2 separate regions of the Mus musculus genome follow, and region 1 is linked to region 2. A link is a contact called in public ChIA-PET data. All regions are on one chromosome and are shown on one strand. Each heading gives the region's core, a stretch centred on a gene start, on an enhancer-like site or on the middle of the called end of the contact. The rest is flanking DNA. Distances are from core to core; before and after follow the strand shown.

Region 1 (3,998 bases), core at 140-2,639, 370 kb after region 2:
TCACTGAGCCATCTCACCGGCCCCAAGAGTATATACATTTTGGAGTCAGACAAACCTGACTCCGAGTCCTGACTCAGCCATTTCTTAGTGGTGGCTACTGATTTGTTCTGTGACTTTGAGCAAGTTGCTTGCGGGGCTGAGGATCTTCTCTGCTGCATCTCGCTGCCTGTATGGTACTTTGTGGGCACTGACAACCCCCCCCCCCCGTATTATATGGGTATCTAGCTGGCAGTATGGTCTTATAAGAATTCAGTCAGCAAAGGTTTTGAGGTCTTGCCTAGGTCCTGTAGTAGGTGTTCCAGAAGTGAGACCTACTAAGTAATATTAACTAAAGATGAAATTTTCATTTTGCACAGGGCTGTGAAAATGTCCCTAACTCCATGCCCATGACTCTTCTCCAAAACTCATCTCGTCTCAGAGACCTATGTTAGTTATGTAGCGACCACTCTCTGGAAACTTAGTGCACTGAAAAAATAGAAACCAAAAACAAACTAAGTTGCATCACGGTTGAAGTCTGAAGAACTGCATTCATGATCTCATTTGCCCCATACTCTGTGATCTGCAGTGTCTGAACCTTAGCTTTCTATAAAATGTGCTCACACACGGGAGCCTGTGGTCCTGTGCCCACTGCAAAACGATAGTAACTAAAGCAGCAGAGTAGACAGAGCCAGGAAAATCACAGTTATGGGCTTGTTGGGAAAAAAGTGACCATGGGGCCAGGAGAGATAGCTCAGTGGTTAGGAGCACTAACTGCTCTTCCAGCAGGCCAGAGTTCAAGTCTCAGCAACCATGTGGCAGCTTACAACTGTCTGCAATTCCAGTTCCAGGGAATCTGACACCTTCCAACACCAATGCACATAAAATAAAAAAAAATTAAAAAAAAAAAAGCAACCAGCAGAGTGAGAAATTCAGGTGGCATTCACGTGAAATCACAACAGCTGTATGTAACACATCTGTGCCAATTACAGACATCCAGTGTACCATAACGTAGGTCCGAGAGAAAGAATAGAAGTGAGCTAGAGTAAAGCAGGAATCAATGAATAAAGTCAGCAGGAGCAGTTAGATGACTAAGTGGTGATGATAGAAGCTTGCTACCAAGACTGACAACCCACGTTTGATTCCTGGGACCTACAACGGTGGAGGGGGAAAGATGCCTCTGACTGCCACACTGATGTCATGGCATGCACACACATGCCCCCTTGCGCAGTAAGCAAATGTAATACATTTTTTAAAAAATGGCTTTTAAAATGCAACCTAAAGGGTTTGAACATGTCTAAAGATAAATAACAGTACTCAACCAGTGGCGAGGTCCCCCTTTCTTCATAAGTTTATTCTGAGGTACTGCAGAGATCAAGTGTATGAAAACCCAAGTTCACTGTTCTTTCTGTCAAGAGCTCCATTTTGGGAGAAAGGACCTGATCAGAGTGAGACATTCCTTCAGCAGGAAGTTGTCACCAGGGTGGTACCTATGGGTTTGCTGGTGAGAGGACATCAGAGCCCTCATTCTGGAGACACCACCTGATGGTACAGACAGAGCTAGACTGTCTGCTTCCATGGATCCACTGCAAGCAGTCCACCTGGGTCCTCGGAAGAAAAGACCCAGGCAGCTGGGCACCCCAGTGGCTTCCACGCCTTATGACATCCGATTTCGAGACTTGGTCCTCTTCATTTTGGAAAAGAAGATGGGAACAACTCGAAGAGCCTTCCTCATGGAGCTGGCCCGAAGGAAAGGGTTCAGGGTGGAAAATGAGCTCAGGTAGGACAGCCCTGGTCACTTTGCAAGCATGCAGGAGCCCTGAGGACGTCCCCAAGGGACCCAAGGGGCCAGTTGGCTAAGGGAGATGAGTGGGGACTAAATGAGATTATATAGAAACTAATTGGTACCAAAAAATAATATTTTTAAAAAAAAATATGGCTTCCCATGACTGACTCTGAGATTAAGTATCCAGGAGTGATAACCAGAAAACTAGTCAGAGAACCACATAGAAACCACTCGATTCCATTCTGTACCAAACTGAACCAACACCATTGGGTTCAATTTTTTACATTGCTACTTTGGAGCAGGGAGGGTGTTCTGATTGTCTGGCTCTGACTTATACACACCTGCTCTGCTAAGGGTCTATGGTGGGCTAGGCTGAGGTGAGTCACCACAGGTACCTTACTGGCCTTGGTGATGGTTTTCCAAAGGGTGGTCCAAGTGGGCTTCAGGAAGAGATGCTGGTTAAAGATGTTTGTCTAGGGGTGACAGATGGCACCCCAGTGTGCTATGATCAGAGTCTAGGCAGGGAGGTGATTGAAGCTACCATCTGCACTCGTTCAGTAAGCACCAATTATCATTGTTTTGCTGACTATTGTGTACGTTCACTCTCTTGACCCAATGAAAAGAATCAAAGCGATTCAGAAAGTCCCAGTAAAAGGCCCTGGTGTGCCTGACGGCTGCAGACAGAAGTGTTGGGGTTACAGTGGGAGTGGGGGGGCACTCAGTTCACTGCCTTCAGCCATGCAAGTTGGGAGGGGTGCTGAACATACCGTGTCAGAGATGATCTGACTTTTACACTTGGGATTTTGGAAAGTCTTTGAATTTAAAAGAAAATTGCCAAACGTTTCTTGCTGATGAAATGCTGGCTTTGGAGACATTGAGGAGACACATTTCCAAGGTCAGTACTCAGGAATTTCACACTCCACATGCCCAGCTGAGGGGATCTTTTTAGATTTTTTGCTAAAATGTCCCCAATCAAAAATTCCTGAGGTTCTGGGCTTCTCTCTTTTCTGAGTCTTTGTCACATGGTCTCCTATTTTTTGTTTTAAGTCATCACAGCCACTCTCAACTTCATTCCTTGATGTTCTTTTCACACAATCCAATATTTCAACTCGTTTTTGAGTATAACTAATCTGTTAGCCTTATGTACAGTGTTAGCTTTAAAAGAGAAAGAGATTAGATAGGTAAAGGGGGAGGGATAAAACAGAAAAAACATCTTCAAAGAGAAAGTTAAAAACAGAAATCAAAAGTTTTAGCAGCTACCAAGATGCTTTTCATGGTAAAGGAACTGAACAGGGACCAGTCAGGAAAGGGAGAGCCATCAGGCAGGGTGCCACTCACTCAGAAAGCTCTCTGATAAAAGGTCCATACATCTGTTGGAGGCCCATGGACTGAGTCACCAATGGAGCAAATGAGCCGAGGCAAGTGTCAGGGGTGATGATGATCACGAAGCAAGTATCTTTGCTGGAGAGGTGAATCAGAGTGGTGCCCCAGATGCCAGCAGCCAGAGCTATGCCTGCTGCTGGGGAGACAGGAAATGGGTGAGCAAGCCGCTGCTGTGCTCAGGATGGAGCAAAGTTCTCAGGCGGAGAGCACAGACACTTTCAACGTGTGTGTGTGTGTGTGTGTGCGCGCGCGTGCTGTAGGAGGAAGATGAATCACAGGAAGCAGAAGCCCCGACGATAACAGAATTTCTGTGCCCAGATAAAGAGTCATTAATTACTGTAGGGAGAACCTTTAGGCTTCATCTCCTGGTGCTGGCCCTTTCCAGACCAGCAGTTCTATACAGCCCCCCCCCCCCCGCCGCACCCCTGCCACCCCCCCTTCTCCCTAACCGTGGCACTCAAACCAATGTTCCGTCTGATGTGATGTTGAGGTGAGAAGAAGAATGTCAGAATCCTTTGTTAAACTTCACTGTAGTATGAGTGTGAGTCTGGTTAAATAGTTAGATCCATTGGCCTGTACAGCCAGACCAAAAGAAGGTTGTTTCTCCCCTGTATATACCAGATCAGTCTACAGAAACAAGCAGAACAAAGACAGGAAGGCAGTCTATGAAAATGCTATAAGCAGTTATCTGGTGTGGGAAGGTATATGATCAGATTTTCTGTGTCTTCCAATTTTTTTTTTACAACAGATATACGTTTGTTCGTGTTTGTTTGTTTGTTTGTGAAACAGAGTCTCTCTAGATATCCTCGCTGTCCTGGAACTCACAATGTAGACCAGGCTGGCCTCAAACTCA
Region 2 (3,553 bases), core at 917-3,416:
TCTATTGGAAAAAGGCAACAATACAATTATAATAATGGACTTTTTTGGTCCAGAAATAAAATTGAAATTTAAAGCAATTTTCAGACCTTTAAACAGGCTCTTGTATCCTTGCCACCTCTTATGTAAACTATTGTCATGTGACTGGGAGATAAGACGTGCTCAACTATAATGCTTTTCTGATACCAAGGAGCTGTGCATACAGAGCAATAGGATTAAACAGCACACAGCACTCCACCATCAGAACCATTAACTCCTGTCAGGAGATTTGTGTAGGATGAGTTAGTTTGTTATGAAAGGCTGCTTCTATTACTATGTATTCAATTCAGATGACCTTCAGTTTTTAAAAACAAATTATGTGTGGGAGGGTGGGAGAAGGGTATGTGTATTTGGGGAGCATGTATCGAGGTCACAGGACAGCTGGTGGGAGTCTGTCCTCTCCTTCCATCTACCAAGGATTCTGAAGATTGGATTCAGGCTACCAGGCTCCACAAGCACTGAGCCATCTCTCCAGGCCTGAACTTCATATTTTTTATAGAGCACACATGCAGTCACAAAGCCACAAAGATTGCTGATATTTGCAAATATCTCATTATGTCACTTAAAACAATGTTATTATCATAGGACAATATCAAACCAATATTCATGATTAGAAATGCAGTTTAAACTGGTTCTAGAGAAGGCATTTATTAGAGTTTTCATTTAGTGTGATTAATTATTCTTCTAAATGCAAACTCCTATAGTTATGCACCATTAAGTAAGATACAGAAAGTCTTGCTATATAGTTCTGATTTATCAAAGTATCCAGAATTCACTGAGCACGTTCTGTGTGGCAGGCACTGCATTGTGCAAGGGAGCAGACATCTAAACTGAAAACTGAGCCCCGCCCCTTTACAAATACACGAAAGTGTAGCAGAGAACACATTTCCTTCAAAGCAACCTTAAGTGGTCACTAAATAAATGATTTGGGGAAGAACTATGTCTAACGGTAAAATTAGCTCCAGACACGAATTCTCTGCTATAAAGGAAATACAGAAAAACAAACAAACAAATAACGACAAAACCTCCATGAACTAGGAATCAGAAGGCTGGATCTATAGTCGGGCAATGTGGCTGGCTGTTCATTCATGAACTCACTTGGGGTTTACTGAGTACTGTGTGTGAGCACTGTGGAAGAATCTGTCGTTGGAAGTGAGGTGGTAAACAGGAGGGGTCGTCTCCATGCCTTGTAGCATGCAAATAGGGGCAGGTGGCTTCGTTTTTCTTGCTGTCATCTTGGGTTGATGGGACTCCGCAGGTCTCTTTCAAACCTCACAACTAAGATTACAAGCAGCTTTTTAAGGAGAAGCTGTCCAAGTGGCTTTGGGATCTGAGGACTTACACCGTCCTCCCTGAGGGCCAGCCCACACTTCAGACCTCTTCATTTCAAAACAAGTTCACACTTCACCTGCATTTGGGTCACCTTACGGAAGCCTGGGCGTGGCTACCCCTGTACCTAGGGCTTTGGAGGTAGGAAGTCAAAGCTGGAGAAAAGTGGATGACGTTTGTCATTTCACAGCTGGCAAGAGGTACCCAGTGAGCAATTTGCTCAGTGGTCCCATAAGGCTTTCCGGACAACTGTGTGGCTTTGCCTGCAGCTTCCCCCAGTGCCTGCATTCTTCTCCAATGAGACTGAGGAGTGATTGCTCATCAGGGACTGGGAAGGGGTCAGCTCTATGTGGTAGGAAGAGCAGCTCTTCCTCTCACAGGTGTTGAGTCTCAAGGCTACCAACATTATAGTTGCAAGGCTTGGAGCTTTTTCCTCTTTTTTCTTTCTCTTTTCTTTTCTTTTCTTCTTTTTTTTTTTTTTTTTTTTTTTTGGTAGTAGTAGAAATGTCTTTTTCAAGGGATAAAAGTAGATTTTCTGTAACAGAGGGGGTGAGAGATCTATAACGGAGGAAAAGAGGAAGGAAGGGGAAGGAGAGAGTGAGTTTTGAACACATACTACGTCAAGCCTAGAAAAAAGAAATTACAACCCGGTGAGCTTTCGAGTAACTAGGGGAAATGAGCTGGCCGGCTCCTCTCCCAATCTGTATTTCTAGTCAATGAAAAAGACATCGGGCTTGAGGTTCCTTCCGAAACCGGGCTGGCTAATTTAGCCCCTCCCACAAGCCCTAGGGTCTGTTATATCTCTGAACCGTGAGTACCTCTCTCGCAGAAAGCCACCACAGCAAGCAGAGACAGCAAAAACAAAAAACACCCAAGACAGACGAGGGAAGAGGAAGGAAACAAAAAGCTGCCCCTTATGGAAGATATAAAGGGTAAGACCAGAACTGATTTGATCCAAACCCTTCAGGGGGAAAAAAAAAGCCCAGACCCAAAGAGAGTACTTGAAAGAACCAAAGGCAAAGAGCCTGAATGAACTCTCCCTGTCTCCTGAGCGAGGCAGAAAAAGCTTTGGGAAACAGACAGAGCTCAGGGTTGTAGTGCCCTGGAGTAGGCTGAAGTCGATGAATATTCATAATTAATTGGTATGCAGATGTGGTTTTTTTAAGCGGCAAGTGACTGTTTTTCCAGTCCTCTGTACCTAAAGAGGCAGCTGCTTCATCTACGGTCTGGAGTCATCTAGTGTCGGTTTGGGTCCCTGGCTTGCAGATGTTGGGTTCTGCGTGTAGATTTGTTTTGTTCGAATTTCCTGCTGGGACATTAGCAAAGACTCTCGCTCCTTCTCTGCTGGGAGTTGGACAGGCAAGTTAATGTGGCAAGAGGCTGTCACAACAGGACCCCAGAGTGCGTGTTGTAAAAATGCTGTAAGCTGTGTGGGGGAGTGTGCTTGTCCCTGAGAGGGAGAAAGGGGTGGAGGGAAGAAAGGAAGAGTTCTCTTAAAAGAGCAGGTCAGATCGAACTGACCATGTTAGATTTTTGCCTACGAAACTGCAAGGGCAGACTGGTTTGCACAAATGGTGTGCAGTCTCTGCCTTTTACCTCTTTTGGGCATTTTCTGCCAGGACCGAGAGCTAGCTGCTTGCCAGTCCTTGGGAGCCAGGAACAAAGGGGGAATGTAGGGTCGCGAACCTACTTCATCGCACCGCCAGCTTCTCACAGGCTCACAGATTTCTATCACGTAGGATGCAGAGGGACTAGAGAACTAGCAAACAGATTTCTTCCCACGTAGAGCAGACCAAAGCTGTGTGGGCTTCCTAAGGTTTTATTTACTGTGTGCTGGGACCTGTGCTCCTTTCCCCATACGTGCCGCTCAGCTTCCCTCTCATCAGCCATATAAGGTAAGTGTTGTCCCTATCACCTCCACTTCCTGGAGGATTCAGTGCTGGAACTAAGAGCAGAACTCACCTTGGGATCCTGTAATTAGGAAGTGGCAACTGTAGACGCAGGCAAGGCTACTTAGGAAGACGGAAGCTTGGACCACTGGATGCTAGACTTGTGGGTCTCTGAAGCTCGTGGGGAGGAGATGAAATCTAGTCTATGCAGGAACTTGTATTTTTTCGTGAAGTCTACACCACCAATCTCAGTTGGTGTTAATGGTCATTCCTTCTGGGAGAGAGGCAGACATTGTTAT

What was found. ChIA-PET counts read pairs in DNA pulled down with a chosen protein or histone mark.
Region 1: a contact with region 2 is called in an RNA polymerase II ChIA-PET map of memory CD8 T cells, with 11 read pairs. The contact joins the promoter of Dntt here to the promoter of Entpd1 in region 2. A contact is called at or near these places in 1 of 484 Hi-C or Micro-C datasets (LSK cells), 2 of 115 datasets of contacts at active chromatin or transcription factors (bone marrow-derived macrophages and memory CD8 T cells) and 1 of 9 other capture datasets (embryonic stem cells).

What each region holds. Positions count from the first base shown.
Region 1 is chr19:41,027,886-41,031,883 of GRCm38.p6, forward strand. Dntt (deoxynucleotidyltransferase, terminal) reads left to right here and starts at 1,390. Exons shown (of 11, transcript NM_001043228.1): 1 at 1,390-1,756. The coding sequence starts at 1,554.
Region 2 is chr19:40,657,604-40,661,156 of GRCm38.p6, forward strand. It overlaps Entpd1 (ectonucleoside triphosphate diphosphohydrolase 1), which reads left to right and starts at 2,167. Exons shown (of 10, transcript NM_009848.4): 1 at 2,167-2,297. The coding sequence starts at 2,282.